Linked DNA regions of Ctenopharyngodon idella: region 1 is linked to region 2. A link is a contact called in public Hi-C data. All regions are on one chromosome and are shown on one strand. The core of a region is the stretch at or near the end of the contact, and the rest is flanking DNA. Distances in the headings are between cores, read along the strand shown.

Region 1 (5,264 bases), core at 2,578-5,077, 140 kb before region 2:
AAATTTTACAGTATATTGCCTCTGTGAAGATCAGTAGGTGAAAAAGTGTTGAGAAAGCAATCGAAGTTTGGACGTTTTAGTATTCCCATGTAGACTACTGTTCAAATGTTTGGGTCAGTAAGATATTATTATTTTTATTATTTTTTTATTTTTTAGTACTTTTTATTCAGCATTAAATTGTTTGAAAGTGACACTGAACAAAGTGTAACAAAAGAAATTTTAAAACTTAATATAAAAATGTATTCCATGGTTAAAATAAAAATATGAAGCAGCACAACTTGTTTTCAACACTGATAATAACTGTTTCTTGAGCATTCAATCAGCATATAGAATGATTTCTGAAGACCAGAGTAATGATGATTGAACTTTGCCATCACAGGAATACATTATATTTTAAAACGTAAAAATGTTATTTTAAGCATTACTATAGATCATAATAATACTCAATATTACTGTTTTTATTGTATTTTTTTTTATCAAATAATTGGAGGCTTTGTGAGAGACTTCATTCAGAAACATTATAAAAATCTTACTGACCCCAAGCCATTGAACAGTAGTGTAGTTATTAGACAGATGTTGCTATTCATGCTATAATCATGTGTCAGGCAGGTGTGTTTTTAAAACTTGGAGCTATTTTCCACGTCTTTTTCAATAAACAGATGTTGTCTGATATTTGTTTTTAACCTGTACAGTATGCAGGAAACAACCTGAGAGGAAACCTGAGTATTTTCCTAAAAAAAAAAAAAAAAAAGTGCCACACTTATTTAATCTGTTTGTCATTTTGCATGATGGTTCAGTGCCTTTAGTTTATAGAGGTGGACCAAAATAACTACGTTTGTTGGTTTTAATATTCATGCAGTTAAAACTAACACAACTAACTCCTATTTAATACATGTGTCTTTAGCTATAGGGGTGGTTGATTTGTGTCTTTGCATGATGTCTCATAACTGTATGCATGCTGTTTGTACTGTATGTAAGCCTGTCTTTGTGAAGCACGAGTCCTGTATGTATAAAGTATATATACAATCTGCTGTAAAACAATTGTTAAAATGTGTATAGTCACTGCACAAAGTGCCAATGTTGTGAAACCAAAGTTGTTGTGGAATGTTCATAGTATCGAGATACCACTGGTTTTGCAGTTATTTTCCACGAGAATGTCTTAAATGATGTATTAGTTATAGATGATGGCTCACAGCCTTCAAAGTGCTGATTTTCCTCACCTAATGTACAATGTGCCATGCCTTATCAACTTCAAAAATGGTGATTTATTTTATTCTAATGTAACTCAGAGTTCCATTGTTGGTATCAGACGGCGTTAAATATCAAAGTTGCTGTTGCTTTTTTTTTTTTTTCTATTTATGATTTAAACGTGTATCTTTTTAATTTGATATACAAGGTTGTCTGTGCTTTAAAAATTAAAATGAATTTATAATGGGAGCTTGAGAAATATCTAATGGACCATCTCATTGTTTTTGCATCACTTTGAGTGTTTCAGGTTTTAAGATATTTCTATTCTTCATATTGCTATTGTAAAAGAACATATAAACTAGTGCTTTATAGATATTGCTGGAAATTATGATTCGAACTATAGAACTAAGTTGTAAACAGCAATATTTTTTTGAACAAGATGAACAGAACATGCATTGTATCCAGGCAAGAATCTAGGGTTTATGGATTGATTAAAATGTAGACAGAACTGCATTAATCTTGAATGATGACAAATAAATAACTGTTTGTGTTGGTCAATTGGAATGCGGATTTATAGTACCACACTTTTTTTTTTTTTTTTAAATATGTAATGTTCTTGAAAGAAGTATTACACTCACTAAGGCTGTAATTTAAAATAACCCTTTCCTATTTTAAAATGTAATTTATTCCTGTGATGCAAAGCTGAATTTTCAGCATCATTACTCCAGTCTTCAATGTCACATGATCCTTCAGAAATCATTCTAATATGAAGATTTGCTGCTCAAGAAACATCAATGTTGAAAACAGTTGTGCTGATTAATATTTTTGAGGAAATCATGATTTTATGATGAATAAAAAAGTGTAGATGAATTTGTCTTATTATAAGTGGCTTCAATTTAGATCAGTTTAATTCTTGCTAACTAAAAAAAAAAAGTGTTTCTTTATAAGAAAATCTTGCTGACGTCAAATTTTGCATAGTAGTGTACACAAATGACACTACCAAACAGTTTGTCATTCTTTCTCTCGCCTCGCTTTGAAAAAAAAACTTTAAAATGTATTTATAAGGTTCTTAAAATGATACAATTTTTCACAATTTCACTTTTGAGTCAAACTGAAAACTAATTTATCGATTCATATCCCAACAGTCTAGTTGCATCTTTTGGTTTGAGCACCTTTCTGTAATCGACTCAATAAATACACAGTTTGAAAGATGAGAATATTTATATTTACAGACAAAGTCACTATTCAGGATAGTAGTAATAATACCAACAATAGAAAAAAAAAATCCTGCTATTTAAATGAATTTTCGCCTTGGTTCACTAAGCACAACACCACCCTCCTTCATGGCCGTCCAGAAAGTCTGATTCTGCAGTGGAAGAAATGGCATGAATTAGTCTATGCACTTACATCAATACTTGGCCATCAATCTATATAATATCTGAAGACTCTAAAAAGCTGAAATGCATTCAGTGACTCACGGCCTCCGAGCGAAACTTCCACGGTATCTCTCGATAAACAACCCGTGTGATGCCTGCTTCACGACACCGCTGAGCAAGCACCTCACCTACGGCACGGCAAGCCGCTACAGACCGTGTGGAGCACAGCTCGCGCTTTAATGCCCACTCCTTCGTGGAGCAAGACAGCACAGGAACTATTGAGTCACTTGAGAACACCTCAGCTGTGATGTGATGCTGTGTGCGCCTGAACACCAGCCTGAGGAAGGAAAGGCATAAGTTCAATAAACATGTACAGGAAGGTGCTATTAGGATGCTGTTAGTAGGGCTGTGCTCAGCAAAACTTTATTGTAAATGTTTTTCTATTCCTTTAAACTACTTTACTATGCTTACAAACCTGTGATAATACTGTCTAGAGGGCCACACTGTAGCCCAGCCTCGATCCTTCACTGCAAGGGCCATCTGTTCCAGGTTTCTTGGGTTTCGGTTAACAAATGTTTTATTGATGGCTTCATTATCACTAACCACTGGTTCTGGCTCAGGTGCCGCCTGACTGTATTTCCGAGCTGGTGGAAAGAGACCCATAATAAACGTTATTATTATTATTTAAAAAAAAAAAAAAAAAAAAAAAAAAAAAAAAACTACTGATCCCTTGAGAGGATCCAGCCATTTGATATTGCTTTCCCCCCTTCTATTTCTAAGTCAATCAAATATGTGATACAGAAGGTCAAACTTTTGATCCAAAATGGGGTGTTCTGAGAAACACACACACACACACACACACACACACACACACAACTCCTTTTTGAGAGCAGATTGTGCATCTCCAAATTTACTGCCATTCTGTCGGTTGTATAATATAGTTTACACAAAAAAAGAGAGTAAAATTATTATTTGAAGTGTCTAGTTATATAGTTACTTACATGATTGACAATGAATCCACGCCGCTGCAGCCGCAGATCTCTGACATTGACCTAACAGAGTGCGAACACTACGGCAGACATCACTGAACAAAGCCATTTGACAGCTGAAAAAAAAAAAAACCCACCTTCAATTCTGGTGACAAATTATAGTTGTTTCTGTTCAAACGGATATAGCATGACCCTTCGTTTTTTATTAAAAGAATTTGACCACTTTCTAGTGCGCAGCCATTTTGATGTCACACGAAAAATGTTCCGCGTTTCCGGGGAAAACGTTGGGCTTCACTTGGGTTCCGCTTAGAAATCTTTAAATGAATGAAAATAATGACGAAAACATTGTTTTTAATTATTTTATATAAGAAGGAAAGTTAATGTATTATAATGAATCGTTCTTTAGTGTCCTAAACCACAATTTATTTAAAATGTTAGATATTCCGATATTATCATACTGTCCACGAGATGGCACTAGTACCCTTCATCCTGGAAAAGAAACCTTCATCCGACGTCTACCGTGCTATCATGGTTTTTTGGTCATGTATTATGGTAATGTCATGGTATTCTTGTTTTGAAGCACTGGTTGGCTGTGCTTATGTTAAATATACATGTTAAATAAGTGTCATGTCTTTTGTCAATGTCATGTCAAGTCGAGGGTTAGTAGGCTAATATTCACACGTCTGCTCATTTAATAAATAATAAAATATTCCTATATTCATTCATTTTGATTATTAATAAATTTGTGATGAACCGTGTGAATCAACATACTCTTACACCTGTTTGATTTAAAGCATGTCTCATAGTTCAATTGAAACAGTATTTTTTCGCTCTCAATCTCCAGAGCTTCTTATAGCCCACTCCTACATTTTCAGGCAGTGGTGGGCTCACCCCTGGACATTAAGGGATTTTCTGCATGGCTTGCCATTTTAATTTGGCCAATTTGTTTGTGCTGCACTTTTAGCATGCTGTAAAGAGGCTGTGCCCCTAGATAAAATAAATGGCTCTCTTGCCAATTGAACAAGAATGCTCCTGTAACCCAAATTCTTGCTCTCAGCAAGAGCTACTAATGTTGAGCACTTTACCCATATTTTCCTTGAGACCATTAGAAACCTTTTTGGAGAGGGGTATTCGCAGGTGTGCAAATTATGACATTACACTCTCATTTTAAATTAACCCCCCCACCTTTGAAAAAAAAATGTTTAATTAAAATGCATTCCCTTTTCATACTCCAATAGAGATTGTTATTGAAAGAATATAGCCTACCTCTGTCCCATTTAAATTCAACCTACAGGAATATACAACCGAAAGGACCAAAGACAAATCACTTTACTACTGTATTCGAAGCAAAATAAGATAGAACTCACACTATTGCAATAATGTTGAGAGCCTCAAGTGGAAATAAAAGAATAGAATGAAACATTCCTGCATTCCAGGTCAATAACTTGGACGTGATGTGTGTATATGTATCCATATCCAGAAGGCTACTCATTCACACAAGCACAAACCTTGTCTGCTACCTGCTCCACTGCTTCATATTGACAGAACTAAAACTGAAAATCAATGGACTCATTAGTTACAAAAATGTCAAGGTTGGTGCAGGAAAGGAAAGATTATTGAATACAAAAGAAAACTTTCTTTCATGTGCTTTTTGAGCAAAATTGAAAGCAACACGACACATTATATATACGGCTTCATTTATCAAAATAGT
Region 2 (5,799 bases), core at 2,472-4,971:
CTTTATATGATGAACAGACTGAATTTAGGCTTTTATTCACATGTAAACATTAATCAACTCTCACATCAGTTGTGGTAAACGGAAGCTCAAGCTTTGTTTGACGTGTGAGAACCAATGAGGTTCATTCTCGTGTGTCAAGCAGCAAGTTTAAGCTTCCAGAAGAGGTTTGTTCTTGCGTGTGAAGCAGGTTCGGTTGAGCTTTTTTTTTTTTTATGTTCGCTGATCAATATTTATATGTGAATAAAAGCCTAAATTAAGTCTGTTTATCATATGAAGCCATGTGTTCTCTTTAGAAAATTTGGACTAAACCCTTCAACTCAGATTGAGGATGCAGGTTTTCCTCAATAATTTGGATGAGATAATTTTCACATGCACAGACCGACCAGGGCTGGGTTTCCCAAAAGCCTCGTAAGCCTAAGTTGATCGTAGAACAATTGCCACAGATGGTCTCTACGATCAACTTAGGCCTACGATGCTTTTGGGAAATGCAGCCCAGTTCTAGCCATAAAGCATAATAAGTCCTTCAAAGTTGCCTTTGGCCTCTTGGTAGCTTCTCTGATCAATGTACTCCTGGCTTGGTCATCCAGTTTAGACGGACGGCCTGATCTAGGTGATGTGTTGGTGGTGCCATACGCTTTTCACTTCTTAATGATGCTCTGAACAGAACTCAGAGGGATAGCTAAAGCCTTCAAAATGTTTTTGTAGCCTTCTCCTAACTTGTGCCTTTCTATAACTTTATCCCAGAGGCCTTTTGAATACACTTTCCCAACTATGGTGAATTCTTTGCAGTACACAGCAAAATCACCAGAGTTAAATCAACTCTGCTCGGAGTACATATGGTCCCTCTCTAAATAGTGTTAAAGTAACACTGAAGCAGAGTTAAAGTTAATGAGATAATTAAGCGATTAATTAAGTGATGATTGAGCATTAGTGATGAACACCTGCTGTTAACAAGCAGAATCAATGAAGAAGAGAGAAACACAAGCCCTGCATCCCAATGTGCATACTATCCACCCTATCCGCCCTAAATAGTATTGGATATTACTGATGTCACATACTATTTAGGATGAATAGAATGCACATTGAGACACAGGCACGAACTACAGCTGACTTCAGCCACAGTCTTAGATGAAATCACCTGAAGATAAAAGACATTATATCTCTCAAGATATCGGCAGAGGAGCATTATCTTTTCTTCAGTGATTCTGCTTGTTAACAGCAGGTGTTCATCACTAATGCTCATTCATCACTTAATTAATCGCTTAATTATCTCATTAACTTTAACTCTGCTTCAGTGTTACTTCAACACTATTTAGAGAGGGACCGTATGTACTCCGAGCAGAGTTGATTTAACTCTGGTGATTTTGCTGTGTACCATGCACTACTAATAGTCTTCAAGAAACAGCTAGTTTTATGGCTGGAAGTAATCAAAACCACTACAATTGATGTCAGGTGGGGGAATTAGCATGGTGTTTGATCTGGAAGTTGATTGGTTTAGCAAGTTATTAATGGTATACTCTAAGGGGCTGATCACTTTATCAAACCAGGTATTTCACTAATTAATTTAATTTTAATAAACCCCACAGTTTACAGAGATTCAGCATATTATATTATAATGTCTTTCCATGCAGACAGATTTTCCAGGGAATTTTAGTTATACTGATTGAAGTTAAAATATGCTTGTGAAGTGATTAGAAGTTACTGTACATGAGTCTAAATAGATTAAACGTGGTTAAAAACCCCTCTTGGGTTATGGTTATCCTCACCTTTCTTTAGATAAACACATTGTCATTTTTTCATCATGAAATATTTAATTTTCCATTTATCACTTCAGTGAGCACAGTTTTAATATTTGCAATTTAACTCTGAAAGACCTTGTAGCCTAGGATCTTGTTATAGCAACTCATGCAGTATGGAGCATGGGCCGAGGGGAATGAAACTGGGACAGTGGTTGGGGAGCTGTAAGAGGATGATTAAGGTGTTGCTTGTGGTCTGCACTAAAAGGAGGGGGAGAAAACCGAACAGTTTCCAAAATTCAATCAGATATCTGTGAGCAGTATTAGGAGATTCATTGCCATTATATATTCAGCAATGAAAGCAGATTTCATCAGAGACTGGGGTTTAGTGTGCTGTGATGTACACTGCAAAACTATGGCTTGAAGTGTTGTGGGACAGAGGTACAAACTATAGGGTTATTAGTTGTATTAAATGTCATGCAAACTGATCCACACACATACATATACATATGGGTGCACAAATAGTGTGAAAAATGACTGGTCTCACAGGAGGTTCTTCAAAGCTGTGCAATGCAAAATGTTTATGAAATTTTAATTACTTTGTTTCAATATAGACATGGATATCCAGAGGAATAAAGAAGTGGCTATATGTTCAGCTCATCAAATCAGGTCACTTTTCATGTCATTTGTTTTGTGGAGGCGAGAGGGACCTGTCCATGGTCCTGAATGCAATGCAACTTCTATACATTAGAGATTTGGCCAGTATAAAGTCCAGTATTCTAGTACATGGTAGAGAGTGGGGTGAATGTTGGGAATGACTCAAGGGCGCACAGATCCAATTTTTAATTTTATGGGGCTCACAACAATTATTAATTTTATTTTGAAAAAGCAAGAGGCCCAGAATGCCTAGCTACAGCCCTCCTTACATACACTGCAGTAATAACATGGAGATTATTCTCTATATTTAGCCTTATATGAATGGTAAAACTCGTTTCATTTAGTGCTTTTTGTATGACTATAAAATATTCATTCATTTACGATCGCCTGTTCTCATTGAGTGAGTCATCACACTTTAAAAGGAGAAATGGACCAGAATATCTATCATACAAAGAAGCCCCTTTATAATTTTAATCTTGGATACATGAAAGTCCATTTTCAACTGATATTAAACTTTCTTTCTCTCTTTTACATATATTTTTGTTGGGCTTAAAATAATAATACAAAAAAGACTACGCGGTTTAACTGTCCAGAGTTTGTAAAAAAATAAAAAATAAATAAGTAATAAAATGCTGGAAATGTAGTTTGGCACACTCTTTTATTATTATTTCTTTGAGTAGTAGTGAAGCAATTTTGTTTAAACATGTTATTAATATTTGAAAAACTTTTGTCAGCCAAATCAAAGTCAGTGTGGTGTAACAAACATGAGGGAAGCCATTTTGTTGTCATGAGACTACATTAAAACAAAACAGGTAAGACCCATTTAGACCCTCCTGTTTGTGTGGCAAGATTTTTTTTTTTTTTTTTAACCTTATTTGGAAAAAGCACATACTTCATGACTCAGTAATATCCTTGAAAAATATGTTTGAAAACTTTTTCGAAAATGTGTTCAAGTAGCCTATTCAAACCTGTATTCAAGGTGCAAGGACGGTACTTTAGTATTTTTATTCGCTATGATGGTTAAACCACCTATTTATTCTAATTCAAATTGTTTATAATTGGTTTAAAGGTTTTTCAAAAATGTATGAAAGCAACATAAACACAAAAATTAAGAATTTGGCACGTGTGTTTTAGATCCATTTATCATTGTCCCTAGTTAATACGTGTCTTCTTCGTTATCATTCGTCGCCAGTTAGCCTACCGTGTATATGCAGTGTTCCTGTATGTTAGTGAAGGTATGAACTCATAGGAAGGCGCGCGAATAGAGGGAGGAGGGAGAGAGAGAGCGGGAGAGAGAGAGAGAGAGAGAGAGATAAATCTGCATTATTCCTCCAGAAACGGGACTGAGGCAGGAGTCAGCGATAGAGGAACCACCTGCAGACAGCAGCCGCTCTCATTCGCCAGCAACGCCTCAATATGTTACGGATTTGATTAAACACTGTGTAAACGACAAATACTTCCTTCATACAGTGGGTAAACACACTGTCGTGGAGATGCAACAGTTTAAGAATTTATCGATTTGTCTCATTTCCCTTTTATGTGGGTTGTCAACTGGAGGGTCTCCAAGTGTTCAAATTGGTACGTTTAATATGGGCTTCATTTTTGTTAAATTAACGTTTTTAATTCATGTGAACTGTATGATTTTTTTTAAACATATTTTGGTGTGTGTCGTGCAGGGGGCTTGTTTCCGAGGGGAGCTGATCAGGAATACAGCGCGTTTCGGATCGGAATGGTTCAGTTCGGAACTGCTGAATTTAGACTGACGCCTCACATCGACAATCTGGAAGTAGCTAACAGTTTCGCTGTAACTAACTGCTGTAAGTTATGTCTTTTTATTTTTTATACAGATAAATGCGATTGTATAGTTTTCACAGCTGTTCGTTTTTATACATTTTGTCAATTTAAATGAATAGTTTGTATGCTGAAGTTTCAGTGTAGCTACTGGTAGGAATTTGTGTAGCCTATAGCAGGATGTGAAGTTGGTTTCCACAGTAACGGAGATGAGCACGAGCTCTCATAATCAAAAGCATCTTAACCATTCTATTGTCTTCGGTAAAGAAAGCGTCATAAATACTATAGTTTTTGTTATTAGAATCAAGCTTTTGACGTTATTAAGAATATTTTTTTTATATCTAAAAATAATTATTTAGAAAAAGATATAGGATATTATTTATTCATGTCGAATTCGATTCGGATTTGGACAGTTTCACAATTTTGAAACGGATTATGGCTTTTCACCTATGGCCTCTTTTTTTTTTTTTTGGTCATTTTTGACCAAAATATAGATTTAACTACTCGTACACACCTTTCTCTATGTTTGGCTTCAATGGGATAGTAGGCTTTTAAGGGATGCTAAAACACCAATGGCATTTTTCTAATAACCTGTAGTTGTTTTGCAAAAGTAGGGATGAATGGAGATGCAAATTTGGTCAATATTGACTACCCCAATCACATATTTGTTATAAACTGCATGAGATATTATGAAATGCAAAAGTGATTCATTTATTACATTTTGTACGCATTTTGCCCAAGATATGTTCCAAAGCTCTTTAACATTTATTGTTAATCAGATTGTGTTATTCAATGAATATTCATTTGGGGGAGTATCCATTTATCGGAATTAAATACCCGCTTAACACAGGAGGTTCATAATGCAGACAAAATGTATATCGTTAAATATCCAGACATTTGAAACTATGGCACAATATTTTATTTTATTTTTATTTTGTGGTCTGTCAGAATATAGGCTATACGGTTGATCTGCATTCACATATTTGCTGTTTTAACTTAAGTAGCCTGTTGAGCTAGAAATGGTCAAAATTGTAAAAAGAAGATGCATGAGAAACCTGCGTTAGATTTAATCAGGACAGAACTTTATGAGATGATGAATAAATGAAGCCTTTATTAAGTGGATCACTTATATTCAAGGATTTCATTAAGTATTCAGTGGGCTGTTGCTAAGCAATACTTCAAAAATGATTCTTGTTGAAGAAAGTCTCTTCAAGAGGTTCAGTTAGAACATTTATAGAACAATTATTTTTCTCAAAAAGACAAACATATCTAAATCATTTGCTGAATTTTCTCATAACAACCTTATGAGAGCATTCTATTCTATGACGGTTACAAATGTTTTACTTCATTTGCAGTGCATATTTATTGAAAAACATAGTTTAGCACTCAATTTCTTTCCCAAGATGACTGTTGTCGGTTAACAATAGGTCTTTCAGGCGTCGTTCCTTTTATTTCTCGAACATAAAAACCCTCTAGATGGCACTATGCATTTACAGGCACTGCTTTATCGTTTTCCATCTTTCCCATAGAGTTTAGTGTGTCCTTAAAAAAGCAGCTGGGGAGAATGTGTTCATCAGTCGTATTTAATCTGGACCACACTATATATATCATTTAG

What was found. Hi-C and Micro-C count contacts between places; a contact is called where the count stands out from the background.
Region 1: a Hi-C map of muscle shows a contact between it and region 2, with 2.4 times the contacts expected there. The contact joins the promoter of mrpl18 here to the promoter of gria2b in region 2. A contact is called at or near these places in 2 of 2 Hi-C or Micro-C datasets (both in muscle).

Annotation. Positions count from the first base shown.
Region 1 is chr14:7,585,111-7,590,374 of HZGC01, reverse strand. mrpl18 (mitochondrial ribosomal protein L18) reads right to left here and starts at 3,827. Exons shown (of 4, transcript XM_051860203.1): 1 at 3,566-3,827; 2 at 3,040-3,208; 3 at 2,667-2,901; 4 at 2,391-2,554. The coding sequence starts at 3,662. The coding sequence ends at 2,483. si:ch211-203d1.3 (protein phosphatase Slingshot homolog 3) reads left to right here. Exons shown (of 16, transcript XM_051860192.1): 16 at 1-1,752.
Region 2 is chr14:7,448,303-7,454,101 of HZGC01, reverse strand. It overlaps gria2b (glutamate receptor, ionotropic, AMPA 2b), which reads left to right and starts at 3,721. Exons shown (of 16, transcript XM_051860478.1): 1 at 3,721-3,971; 2 at 4,070-4,210. The coding sequence starts at 3,887.